2 separate regions of the Sus scrofa genome follow, and region 1 is linked to region 2. A link is a contact called in public HiChIP or PLAC-seq data. All regions are on one chromosome and are shown on one strand. The core of a region is the stretch at or near the end of the contact, and the rest is flanking DNA. Distances in the headings are between cores, read along the strand shown. Region 1 holds the start of ORC3 (origin recognition complex subunit 3). Region 2 holds the start of SYNCRIP (heterogeneous nuclear ribonucleoprotein Q).

Evidence for each region. HiChIP or PLAC-seq counts read pairs in DNA pulled down with a chosen protein or histone mark.
Region 1: a contact with region 2 is called in an H3K27ac HiChIP or PLAC-seq map of skeletal muscle. The contact joins the promoter of ORC3 here to the promoter of SYNCRIP in region 2. A contact is called at or near these places in 1 of 5 promoter capture datasets (liver) and 1 of 2 datasets of contacts at active chromatin or transcription factors (skeletal muscle).

Annotation. Positions count from the first base shown.
Region 1 is chr1:55,980,877-55,984,092 of Sscrofa11.1, forward strand. ORC3 (origin recognition complex subunit 3) reads left to right here and starts at 1,256. Exons shown (of 20, transcript XM_021089812.1): 1 at 1,256-1,368. The coding sequence starts at 1,345. RARS2 (probable arginine--tRNA ligase, mitochondrial) reads right to left here and starts at 1,218. Exons shown (of 19, transcript XM_021089854.1): 1 at 1,096-1,218. The coding sequence starts at 1,131.
Region 2 is chr1:54,597,136-54,600,739 of Sscrofa11.1, forward strand. SYNCRIP (heterogeneous nuclear ribonucleoprotein Q) reads right to left here and starts at 1,271. Exons shown (of 12, transcript XM_021089679.1): 1 at 1,187-1,271.

The DNA.
Region 1 (3,216 bases), core at 6-2,505, 1.4 Mb after region 2:
CACACTGATCTAGACCAAGAATCGAATCCACATCCTCACAGAGACATAGGGTCCTTAACCTCCTGAGCTACAAAGGGAACTCCAGTTTCCCTGTTTCTTCAAGTAGGAAAAAGGCCTCAGCCCCCCTGACCTTCCAGAGTTCCAAAGGACAGATTCAAACAATAGTAATTGTAATTAGTAAATCAGGGAAGTGAGGGAATGTAGGAGAGGAAAAAAAAGGAAAAGCAGTCAGGCAATAGAGTAGGGATAAAGCAGAAGTTCTAGTTCCTTTTCAAGTGATATACATAATGATACATCTTTGACTACTGCTGCAGGAAGCCCCCTACCCAGAAAGAGGATGGCAACTACTAGCTAAGACCCCAGTCTGATTAGAACCTAAGGAAGGAGATGTGGACCATTTCTGACCCATCTGACTTCAACCAACTCAAGCTTAGACATAATCAACCTTCGCCTCAATTCTACACTTGAATTCTCTCCTCAAGCCTCTTCAGGAGTACCCTTTAACTTAAAGCTTCTCCAATTTTGCTATTTGGGGAAACACCAATTGGGGAAAGATCCCCAGTGTTTTTACTTGCTGCGAGTAATAAATCCTCTGGATCTTTGGCTTGGTGGTCTTTTGCCTCCACAGCCAGTGGCAAACACAGTTTTCTGCTAACAATGTTTCTGAACCAAGAAAAACAGGGTCTCATGTTATCTTCGGAGTTACCAAAAATAACCCTAGGACAGGTGGCCAAAATGACCGCAAGAGAAATGACCAGCTTTTAAATTAGATCCTTTCAAATGAAACTTCAGATTCATCACTGACTTCACCAAATGTATGAAAGATTAAATTCTATAAGGTCTAACCATGACCACCCCGGTAAAGCACCCTGAGCTGTCGGGTAGTAAACAGTAAGGGAAGTAACATGTGCCTTTCAAGGTTTACTTTCACCGCAGGCTCCACCCTCCACGGGGTCTGCGTCCAGTAGCTCAAGCACTTCCAGAAAGGGGGGAAGAGACGGAAGAAACAAACGGGATTACCGCGGAACCCGCCCGCAGAAGTGAAAGGCCTTCTGGGCGCGGAGGCCCTCCTTATGTCAGTTCCCGGGTCCGTACCTGACACGCGATGGACCTGCGGAAGCCGCACGCCATGTTTGATTCCACGAAGCTGATCCCAGTGGGAAGGTTCAGAGCTCTGCCCAGCCCACCTCTTCACGCCCCGCCTCCGCGCGCCGGAAGCCCGCCCCGGAGGGTGCTGCCAACCAATCAAGGAGCCTCGTGGACTGCCACTAACCTTTGCCCTGCTGCCGCGAGGGAGCGCGGGAAATCCCGAGTGCATCTGGAGTTCCGTGGATCGCTGGGAGTATGGCCACCTCGTCGGTGTCCAAGGTATGTGGGGGCTGGCACCCACTAGGACTCTGCTAGGACTTCCCTTGTAAAGAAGGGATGAAGTGGAGGTTACATAGACCTCAGTGTACCGGCTCGAGGGGAGGTAGCGGCTGGCCGAGCTGGAGGCGTCTTTTCTTCGCATACCTTGAAGGCCAGTTTTGCTTAGAGAGAGAAGACGCCGATCCATCTTAGTGTTTTGGCTCTGAGGCTTTGTAAGCTATGGTTTGTGGAGCTCAGATGCTTCGAGGATGTGCGCCATTCCCCCCTCCTTTTTCCTTCTCATGAATATTTATTGTGCGCCGAACACAGGTACCGAGATACAGTGGTAAACTAAATAAGCACAGATATTTCCATCATTACCGAAAATTCTATTAGACAGTGCTGCTACAGACCAAGTAAGACCTTTAGTAATATTGAGAGTGTATCCGGAAGCCTCGGAAAGTTAAGCTGTCTAATAAAGCTGAAAATGCTGGTGAAGAAATTGCGAAGATGTGTCTATGTTGAAACAGTAAATTAGTGAAGAAGGCTATACCATGGATTTAATTTTTAATTTTGATTAAAATTAAAATTATGAGAGTGCCTTCCAAGACTACATACCAAGGAAGAACTACAAGCGATAGGGTTTTGGGGTACTGTGATGCCAGGTGCAAATGCAAGAAGTTGTTTGTTTTTTTTTTCTTTTTTAGGGCTGCACCTGTGGCATATGGGCCTTCTCAGGCAAGGGGTCTAATCCAAGCTGCAGCCTATGCCACAGTCGTGGCAAGGTTGGATCCTTAACCCACTGAGTGAGGCCAGAGATCATCTGCATCCTCATGGGTACAAAGTCGGGTTCTTAACCCTCTGAGCCACAACCAGGACTCTGCAAGAAGATATTTAACTGCTAGTATTTTTTTATTAGGATTGGTACTGTTTTTGTTTTGTCCTGGTTATGAAGTTCCATAGCTTTTAGGAAGTCTGTCCCTGATCCTTTTTGTTGCCTGAGATTTTTTTATATCTTGCAAAATTGTGAGAGGGTTTTTTTTTTTTTTTTTCTTTTCAGGAAGGCATTTAGAGCATTACAACAGAAACTCTTTTATTGAGATGATTATGAAGGAGACCTTACATAAATAAGGTCTCTTTTTATTTCATTGGTTCATGGAACTGTCAGCATGCTTTTTGCAAATTTTTTTTTTTTTTCCTGTCTAAACTTCTCTTTCCTTGTTACACTTTGTGGCTGTTGCTCTCCTCCCAACCTTTTCCATCTCCAGCACCATCACTTGATCAGTAGTTCAAAGTAGTTAACAATATTACTCCCATGGCCATACATTAGGATCTATTCCTAGCACTCTTCCTAGCTCATGCCTTCATAGTTCCTCTTCCTTTACCAAATTGCAGGTGGCTCTAGAAAGGAAGAAGTGACAGGCTTGTCATGGCACCACATAATTTTTATAAAAAAAAATTCGTGTATTTTAAATAGCTCCACTACTTGCAGATACAAGAATATAAGGCACAATTCTTATTCTTATTTTGGACCCTGTAATCCAAATCACCACTTTATATTTGCACATCCATCTTTACTTCTATTTTGAGATGACTCTTTCATTTTCCATAGATATGGCAATCTTTTTTTGTTGTTTTTTTGTCTGATCCTGTAGCATGCAGAAATTCCTGGTTCAGGGATCAAACCTGTGCCACAGCTGTGACCTGAGCTGCAACAGTGGCATTGCCAGATCCTTAACCTTTGAAGCCACCAAGGAATTTCTAGAAATGGCAATCTTTAAGAGCCTATCCTTGATGTACAGCTTTAGGTTTGGTAGAATAAACATAGGACCAGCAGCTTGGGACCTGTGTTCTCTTGTCAGATATGAA
Region 2 (3,604 bases), core at 21-2,520:
GCCGCCACTCGCGGTCCGCGCGGGCCACGGGGCCGCCTCCTCCCAGGAGCGCCGCAGACAAAGCCCGAACGGCGGCAGCACATGGAGGGGAGGAGGAAGTGGCGGCGCGGACCGCGGCCTACTCCCAAGCAACCCAGTCAACGTGCTCCTCTCTCCCTTGGAATCCATTTTCCAGAAAAGCCGGTTTCTCCCCGCACCGCCCTCCCCCAGCTCACTCCACAATGTCACGGAGCTCCCCCCCAGACCCGGGTCCCGGCGGTCGTTACCTCCCCGTTGGGCTGCGGCGGAGGAATCCTGTCCGAGGAGATCCGGTTGCGGGCAACGTGTGCTCGCTGCTCCCTGTGTCCGGCGCGAGTGGAGCTGTTGTAAAATGGCGGCCGAAGCTCACGCCGCTGGCAGCAAACCCGATCCAGTTCCACTCGCCTCCGAGCGCGCTCCCGGTGCGCGCGCGCGCCTCCGCGTGACCCCCCCTTCCCTCCCCTCCCCTCCCTCGCGCGTCCGCTTCTCTCACTCACTCCCTCAGCCCCTGCCCTCCTCCAGCTCCTCCTTCTCCTTCTTCCACCACCACAAGCCTCTGTCCGCCTTCTTCTCTAGGCCTTGCTTCTTGCCCTCCCTGCTCTTCTCCCCCACTGCCGTCCGCAGCCGCTCAAGCACGAGTGGCCGCCCTTCCCCTCCACGCTCGCACGCTCGCTTGCTCCCTCCCTCGCTCTCACAACCCCGTTCCCCAGGCCCTGCCGAGTAGGCTCCTCTCTTTCTCTCTCCCGCGCTGACGTGACGACGTAGCCTGCGCTTCAGGATGCGCGCCCTCGGGCTCCGCCCTCACGCCCCACCACCTCCCTCGCTCTTCACCACCCGGGGGGGCGGGGGGGCGCGAGACCCCGCCCTTCCGCTCCGGCGGCGGAGGGGCCGGGAGTGAATGAAAGGCCCGCCCCTTCCCTCCCGACACTCCCCCTCCCGCTCCCCTCCGGGCGGGGCGGGGCGGGCCGGCTCAGCATGTCCCACTCGTTCTCCTTTGTCAGGAGACAGGCATCTCCCCACCCCGCCCCACCCCACCCCCATCGCGGCACCACGCGCACGCCACCCCCATCGAGCTCCCGCTTGCCCCACCCCCCGCCCCGTCCCGGGCCGGCCGGGAACCGGGGCAGGGGGCACGGGATGCGACCGCAGTTCCCCATAGGATACCCACCGGTCCGTGCGCGCCCGGCCCCCACCCCCGGCGCGGCGGCCGCGTAGCCGTTCCAGGCGGTGTCCACGCCGCCGCCGCCCCGCGCTCTCCTAGCTCGGGAAGCTGCAGGCGCACGTGTCCCCCGGGGCGGGGCGAGACAGACAATGGGGCGACGGGGGAGGGGAGCGGCGCGGAGACCCGGGGACCTTTGGTCAACCTGTCCGGCCCGACTCCAGTGCAGGAGTTCCTCTAGGGGAGACTGGGTCTCCCTGGCTGGACAATGGGGACTCCCGGGGCCCTGCGCCCGCGTGGCTCTTCCACGGGAACCTTGGACAGAAGGAGGGGCGCCCAAAGCTCAGACGAGGAAACCCCGGCTGCTTTTGAGGGGGAACAGACTGGCTCTAGTGGAGCGAGGAGCGGCTCCCGCTTTGGGATGATAGGAAAGCCACATTTGGAAGCCAAACCAGGGGTGATGAAGAGTTGTGCAGTACTCCGTTTCGGTCCCTGGCCTTTTGAGCAGTAAAGGGCTTCCTTGTAGCACAGTTTGAGCAACTTGACGCCTCACAAAGCTCAGTGGTTAGGACAAGTGTGAAGAACACATCTGTATTTCTTTTCAAAAATCTTAGCAATTAAATTTTAACTTCAGGGAACTATATCCAATCACTTGTGATGGAACACGATGGAGGATAAAGTGAGAAAAACAATGTATGTATGTATGTATAACTGGGTCATTATAGCAGGAATTGACAGAACATTGGAAATCAACTATACTAAAGTTTAAAAAAAAAAGGAGGAAAAAAATCCTAACTGAAGTGATATTTCTTTTGTAACGGTATACTAGGTACAAGAAAGACAAGACAAAGACGTTTGAATTTCAGACGCGGTATGGATACTAATTTTATAATGCAGCTGTAATAAAAAAAGGAATAGTGTCCTTTTAATTAAAAATCAGGTTTATTTTTAAAGCTCACTGTTTCCCTAAACAGTCTCTATGCTATGACAGAAAATCAGTGGTTCAAGGAAAAGTTAGATGAATACTCTTCAAAGTGCTTAAGCACACAATATGCCAGATTATTTTATAGGTAACTGGATCAAGATATAAAATTTTTGAAATATTTTGACTATCTATCCAATCAATCTATTTAGCAAAGATCTGAGCTTTCCATTATCTGAAATCCCTTACTACTGGAGTTTCGTGGCATAAAAGTGGGTAATCCTATAAATTAAATAATGAAAATAATAGATTTTTGTTGTTGTTGTTGCTATTTCTTGGGCCGCTCCCGCGGCATATGGAGGTTCCCAGGCTAGGGGTTGAATCAGAGCTGTAGCCACCGGCCTACGCCAGAGCCACAGCAACTCGGGATCTCATGGCAACGCCGGATCGTTAACCCACTGAGCAAGGGCAGGGACCGAACCCGCAACCTCATGGTTTCTAGTCGGATTCGTTAACCACTGCGCCACGACGGGAACTCCGAAAAATAATAGATTTGAACTAACCAACACTTTTTATTTAGACCTTCCTAGGGATCAACTTTCCTTAAAAAAAAAGAAAGGAAAAGTGCCTCCACTAGACAAAGTCATCTACCAGATGACCAGACCTCCCAAATTAATATCTTTAGTTCTTTTTTTTTTTTTTTTTTTTTTTGTCTTTTTGCCATTTCTAGGGCCGCTTCCGTAGCATATGGAGGCTCCCAGGCTAGGGGTTGAATCGGAGCTGTAGCCACCAGCCTACGCCACAGCCACAGCCACAGCCACAGCAACTCAGGATCCAAGCCGAGTCTGCGACCTACACCATTGGTCATGGAAATGCCGGATCCTTGACCAACTGAACAAGGCCAGGGATCGAACCCACAACCTCATGGTTCCTAGTCGGATTTGTTAACCACTGAGCCACAACGGAACTCCAATATCTTTAGTTCTTGTTTGACCTCTAATTTATTTGTCTAACCACCCCCCCCAGACTCCAAATCAACATTTCGAAAGAAGCCAGGAGCACAAGATCTTCCCCCTAATTATTCATCTCCAAAGTTCCCTTCTCAATGAACATCACCCACTTGCATCCAGCAGCATTATCTGAAAACCAGAGAGTCATTCAAGACACAGTCTTCTTCAGTGATCAAGTCCTGTCAGGTTTTGTTTGTTTTTTTCTTTTTTTCTTGACTGTGCCCATGGCATGAGGAAGTTCCTGGGCCATGGATCAAACCCCACCACAGCAGTAACCAGAGCCACAGCAGTGACAATGTCAGATCCTTAACCCCTTGAGCCACCAGGGAACTCCTGTGTGTCTTTTTTTTTTTTTTTTTTTTTGGTCTTTTTAGGGCCGAAGGTGCAGCAGGCTTCCTGTGCCAGCCACAGCCAGAGCAACACAGGTTCTGAGTTGAGTCTGCGATCTACACCACAGCTCACTGCAAAGCTGGATCTTTAACCCACTGAGTGAGA